2 separate regions of the Oryctolagus cuniculus genome follow, and region 1 is linked to region 2. A link is a contact called in public Hi-C data. All regions are on one chromosome and are shown on one strand. Each heading gives the region's core, a stretch centred on a gene start, on an enhancer-like site or on the middle of the called end of the contact. The rest is flanking DNA. Distances are from core to core; before and after follow the strand shown. Region 1 has its middle 220 kb from the start of CLVS1. Region 2 overlaps LOC127490573 (a long non-coding RNA gene).

What was found. A called contact is a pair of places that touch in the nucleus more often than the background predicts.
Region 1: a contact with region 2 is called in a Hi-C map of an unstated tissue, with 5 times the contacts expected there. The contact joins two enhancer-like sites. A contact is called at or near these places in 3 of 6 Hi-C or Micro-C datasets (ear pinna, psoas muscle and an unstated tissue).

The regions. Positions count from the first base shown.
Region 1 is chr6:86,500,184-86,503,107 of mOryCun1.1, reverse strand. No RefSeq gene overlaps it. Among named protein-coding and RNA genes, the nearest start is that of CLVS1, 220 kb to the left of the region's middle. Within about 2 kb of position 1,352, at least 1 of the 8 cell types and tissues checked has an H3K27ac peak or open chromatin away from gene starts, as enhancers often do.
Region 2 is chr6:86,423,548-86,426,687 of mOryCun1.1, reverse strand. LOC127490573 (a long non-coding RNA gene) reads right to left here. Exons shown (of 3, transcript XR_011389108.1): 2 at 234-574. Among named protein-coding and RNA genes, the nearest start is that of CLVS1, 300 kb to the left of the region's middle. Within about 2 kb of position 1,382, at least 1 of the 8 cell types and tissues checked has an H3K27ac peak or open chromatin away from gene starts, as enhancers often do.

The sequences.
Region 1 (2,924 bases), core at 103-2,602, 76 kb before region 2:
ACTGATTTTCAGAAAGTGGGTAGAAACAATTCTCAAGATGGCAATGTTACAAGGTTTCACTCACAGACAGAGGGAAAGTCTGGAGAGCCAGACTGGGGGTGGAACATGAAGAGGCTCTGTTCTCTGGACCCAACTCTGATTCATGCAACCTTAGGGAAGTTGCCGAAATCCTCTGCACCTCTATAGCCCTGTCTGGAAAATGGGTTAATCACCTGGCTACCAATCTGCCTCCCAGGAGTTTTGCAAGGTTTAATGGGTTAATGATGCTTGAAGAGCACTTTGAGCTTTGGATGAAAGTGACACCGAAGAACAAAGGGTGCTGGTTATTATGCATAATTAGACGCTCTGGCAGAAAGGTTGGTCTGAGTTCACCCCCAATAACAGAGCAACCAGAAGTCAGATAGCATAGAACCAGGATTCAAACATAGATTATTTTCCCTGAGAGGGAGTTTTAATCTGATCATAAATTACACTCAATCAACATGTTTTGTGAGCACAGCCTCATCGTTGCTGTGGGTGCACTGAGACTTCCATTTTACCCCGGGCAGTGCTTATTGCCCTGACCCAGGGCTGTGGTAGACCCAGTGGGTGATTCTCACCTACCAGGGGTGAGCTCTTTGAAAACAGACTTTTTGAAGACCTTTTAGGAAAGATCCGGAGTCAAGAAGATCCAGCGCCCCAGAGCCGTGCCCCCTCATGAGTGTGGATTCTTGAAATTCTTTCTTCTAGAGAGCGACAGAAACAGACACACAGAGATCCTGGTCACTGCTTCACTTCCCAAATGCCCATAACAGCCAGGGCTGGGCCAGACCAAATATGGGATCCAAAAACTCATCCCAGGTCTCACACATGGATGTCAGGGGCCTGATTACTTAGGCCATCATCTGCTGCCTCCTGACCTCAGAAGCAGAAGGCTGGGTGGGAAGCAGAGGTGGAGGCAATCCAATGTGAAAGAGGGCGTCCCACGCGGGGCTTAACCTGTGTGCCTCAATGCCTGCCTCCCACCATGTTTTTATTAGCAGTCTCAGAGCACTGCAGTAGTTTGAAGTGTGCTTTTTGCACATATAACTAGGGCATAGTTTCCATGGAATCCTGTAAGGCCTACAATGGGTCTGCAAAGGACACTGCAGAACAACATGGAGCTAACAGAAAGTTCAACAAAGAGCTGTACATTTAGCAATGTGGGGCGCTCAGTGGTTGAAGGGGTAGGGATCACATCTACAAGGTGAAGCTAAGGAAGCAGATGTTCTTCAGTCTAAAGGGCAAAACCGTGGGAGCTTGGAGCAGAGTCTGCACACATGCAGAGCACTGTCTTGTAGGAGAAGGAATCCACTTCCTCCACATTTTTCTACAACATATAGACCCAGAGCCAACACTAGGTTCTGAACACCTGTCAATGCCTTTGAAGGCCCCACTTTCTAACAACACTAAGTCAAGATCAGGTGAGCTGCTCCCCACCGACTTGCTAAGCCCAAGCAGAGGCTTGGCTCAAGTCATGTTAAGTGACATTTTACAATGAGGAACAGTATCGTCTCACACTCTGACATAAGAGGTCAGACAACTAACTAAACATGTGACGTGTTGGCATGACTAACTCAGACACTGTGTCTAGATAATCATTCTCTCCAGGCTCCTCTCTCACTCTTCATATCCCATAAATAGGCCTTAGACAATATGGTGATTCATTATAAAGGGTGATTATTTTTCTCCAGAATATGGATTTCCCTTCTGCCTTCTAAAACAAAATCAAGAAATTCAAGCGAGTCGGCCTTCTGGTCTCCTGAGATGTATAGAGAAGAGCACACGGAAGAAAGCAGTGGAGAAATCGAAGTTGGAGGCAGAAAAGGCAGGTGAGAAGGGCGGGCGTTCCCACGCTCTCCTGCAGGTGGCAGCATTTGTTAATAGCTGCCGCGTCCATGTCCAATGGCGGCAGGCGGGCGACTGGGCTGAGTTTGAACGGGTTTGCTGCGATTTTCAGAACATGGAGCATAATCAATTAAAATTTTAATATCATTAGGTAAGTGCCTTTGCTGAAGAAAAAGAAGGACGTGAGATTCTGTTCTGCCTGACGAAGGAGGAAGCAGCCTATTGATTATGTTCAAGGTCAGAACTCACTTTCACCACGGTCATATTTCCCTACCTCCAACAGACACTGATGCCTGCATGTCTCCTCTGTTGAAATCCACATGAATGCAACAAAACAGGTGTTTACTGTTTTTTCATTCCCAGGTAGTTTTTAGAGGGAAACCAATGAAGAAGTCACCCTCGATACCTCTGTGAGAATTCAGAAAGACTGTGAACAGTGTCTACAGCTGAAATCAGGAAAGTAGTCTAGTATGGTTTTTTACAAACTAGGGGGAAAAAATCTAATGGGACACATTTCTTGCAGCACTAAAAATAAAGAACTGGGTGTGCTATAATACACAAATTCCAAATGCAATGCTTGGGGTCGCTTCACTGATTGGTGGAAATCCCACCTAGGCCACGGAGTCTCCAGTTGCCATCGGTTCTGCCTTTTGGAAACTTGGTATACACACTTGTGTAAACTCCTCTAAGAGAAGCATTCTCAACCAGTAGCTCACCTGGCTAACCCGAGCCCGGCCAGGGCGAGGCCACGCATGTCCCCTCTGGTTACCCGGGGAGTCCATCCCCGGCTTCCAGAAAGAGAGGCTTTAAGCGAGAGAGGCCACAGCCATATCCCTGGCCCCCAAGAGCAAGTGGACTTCTGGGCCTTCTGCATCCTTGTGGAGGCGCTCTCTTATCTGAAGGGCAGCTGGTCCCTGCTCCGGGTGCAGAAAGCCCCACTCAGAAGGGGGGGATTTCCAAACCTTATTGTTTGGTCCGTTTCCTGAAACCTGGCTTCTGCCCCTAAAAAACAAATGCTGTTTTGCATAGGTTTTTTTTTCCTCCCCCCTTCTTTAAGT
Region 2 (3,140 bases), core at 133-2,632:
AGAACCCGGTGTGCCGGCGCCGCAAGGTGGAGGATTAGCCTATTGAGCCACGGCGCCGGCTCTAAATAAATCTTTTTTAAAAATGTATTTCTTTGCTCTACTTCTCTACTACCTTCCTGTCCATTTTGAGATTTATTTGAATTTTGTCCACATTAGAGAAATCAAAAATAAAAGCACTCTGCCACTTTTTCAGTGAGATTGAGACTTGATTTGACTTTGACCTGTCTACTTACCAAGCAGAATACAAGAGCAGGGGCCGGCGCTGTGGCATAGCCAGTAAAGCTGCCGCCTGTAGTGTTGGCATCCCATATGAGCGACGGTTCGAGATTTGGCTGCTCTGCTTCCCATCCAGCTCTCTGCTATGGCCTGGGAAAGCAGTAGAAGATGGCCCAAGTCCTTGGGCCCCTGCACTCATGTGGGAGACCCAGAAGAAGCTCCTGGCTCCTGGTGTCGAATCGGCACAGCATCAGCCATTGCAGCCAACTGGGGAGTGAACCAGCAGATGGAAGACCTCTGTCTCTCTGCCTCTCCTTCTCTCTCTTTGCAATTGTAACTTTCGAATAAATAAATAAATCTTAAAAAAAAAGAAGAGAACATGAATGTATAATTTTAAAAAAAAGAATGCAAGAACAAAGAGTCGGACCAATGGTTCTTACCTACTAAACCAAATCTATCATTGGTGCTTATGTGTTCTCCCGATGACAAGTGACTTTAGCTTCTTTGAGGTTACTTGAACACCACATAGGATCAACTCAATGCCCTTGGCATCCAGCAAAGCATTAGCATGGGCTCAAGCGCTCCCTGGGGGAAACAGCTGCATTGATGAAAAGACTGATCAAGCAAGTCTTTCAAGAGCGTTTATTGGTGAGGCCTCTCCTTTCAAGTGCATGAGCAAGAAGCTCTCACCTGAGCCTTCCGTCAGGGTGACAGACAGGTGCATCAAAACCTCTGGGATTAAGTTCGCAGGTCCACAGAGTTTAACTGTTAAGGGTTTGCAAGAGAGACACAGGAAGCGTTCAGTTTGTGGGCAGGAAAGGATCCTGACATGTGCAATCAAATAGAAGACGGCTATTTCCGTGTTCGGCACGGTTTATGCGTGGTGATGCTGCTCCACAGACTTCAGTGCCATGCGGTGGTTTACCGAGGACTCAGTAGTTAGGTCAGGCGGAGCCTCCCTGGGTGCCCGTGAGGAATTCCCCCTCAAAATACCCCATTTCTCTGCCTGGGAAGGTGTCACCAGCTGAGTAGGATCTGTTTAAACTCAGATACCTTCATGTTAATGGTTGGTGGATTAAGGGTGGAGACTTGATGCAATGATGGCGTCTGAGGGGTGGAGCCCATGGGAGGTGTTTACGTCAGTGGGGAGCGTGCCCTCTTGCAAGCGGTTGGATTATGTGTGTTCAAGTTCCGCCTAGGTTCTTTCTGTCTCCCTGCTGCCTGAGTCACCCTGTGGTCATGCCTCCACGCCCACCTAACCAGCCTGCATTGGACAGCTGATCCTGTAACCTCCCACCGTGAGCTGAAATAAAACTTCTCTTTCCCAAAGAAGCTCTTCTTGGGTATTTCTGTTAAAGCAAAAACAGGCAGACCAATACAGGAGGTGAGCTCTTCAAAATAATAGGAGTTGGGGCTGGCGCTGTGGCACAGTGGGTTAAAGCCTCATCCTGTGGCGCCAGCATCCCATGGGGGATACCGGTTCAAGCTCTGGCTGCTCCTCTTCTGATCCAGCTCTCTGCTATGGCCTGGGAAAGCAGTGGAAGATGGTCCAAGTCCTTGGGCCCCTGCACCTGTTTGGGAGACCCAGAAGAAGCTCCTGGCTTTGGATCAGCTCAGCTCTGGCCATTGTGGTCATTTGGGGAGTGAACCAGCAGAATGGAAGACTTCTCTCTCTGTCTCTCTGCCTCTACCCCTCTCTGTAACTCTTTCAAACAAATAAAATAAATCTTTAAAAAAAAAAAAACAAACCTGAAGTTATATGGGAATACACAGATGACTGAGTTAATTTTCTCACCTTCTCTGCTAGTTTGCTATGGCTTCCAAAACAAAATGTCACAGCCCGAGTGGTTTCAACAGCAGAAATGGATTATCTCACATCTAGAGGCTGAAGTCCAGTATCGAGGTTGGGTTGGCTGCCTCTGGGAAAGTGTGAAGGAAAAGATGGTGCCAGGGCATCATCAGCCTGCTTAACCAGCCTGTGTCGGACAGCTGATCCTGTAACCTCCTACCATGAGCTGAAAGAAAACTTCTCTTTCCAGCCTGCCTCTGCTTGGCTTACAGGCAGCCGTCTCCCGGCTGTGTCTTTACATTGTCTTCTGCACCTGTCTGCGTCCAAAGTTCATAAAGACACCATAGCGGATTAGAGCCCGCCTTCCTGACCTCACATTTACTTAGGCATTTCTACAAAGACCCTGTCTCCAAATCAGGTCTTCTTCAGAGATTTCAGGGTCTGGGACTTCCACATCTGAATTGAGAGGGTGGAGCTGCAGGGGAAGCCAACCAGCAACTTTCCTTTAGGTGTTTTGGGTTTCACACCCACAACCTCTTGGTTACTTTGTTTCCGGTTTTCTCTATGAAAGCATAGAGGAGAGCTGGTTTTTGACTGTGTTTCTCCACCAAAACCCAATAAAGAAAAAAAAAATCACCGGATGAGTTGCCATAGCAGGCTTGGGCGAGGCTGTAGTATTCAGCGTTAAGTACTAAGTAGACCGATGGGGTGAGACCACTGACACCTGGGCCAGCACGCTGGGAAGCCCTGCAGCACCTGGCTGGATGCAGAGCAGGACCACTCCCCCTGACAAATCTGCAATCAAAGTCGCCCTTAGTGATCAAGATAACAGCACTAAATGGGCATGACCTACAAGGCCAGGATATTCAGAATTTGCCTTCAGTTAACAGGGGAAGGTAAGAGGATGCCCTCTTGAGCTCCAAACACAAGCAAAATAGTCTTCGGTGCTTCCTCACACCACCCAGCAGCAAGGAGGAAGGCTCCAAGGCAGTCTGGGATTTCTCTGTCAGGTGCAACCCCAGGAACAAGCCCCCTAGCACCTCCTGGTCAGCTCTTCCTGCCTCAAATGAAGGATTTTACTTAGGTTTGACTCTTGCTTGTAGAACATAACGATCTTCAAATCTTGGGATTTGTA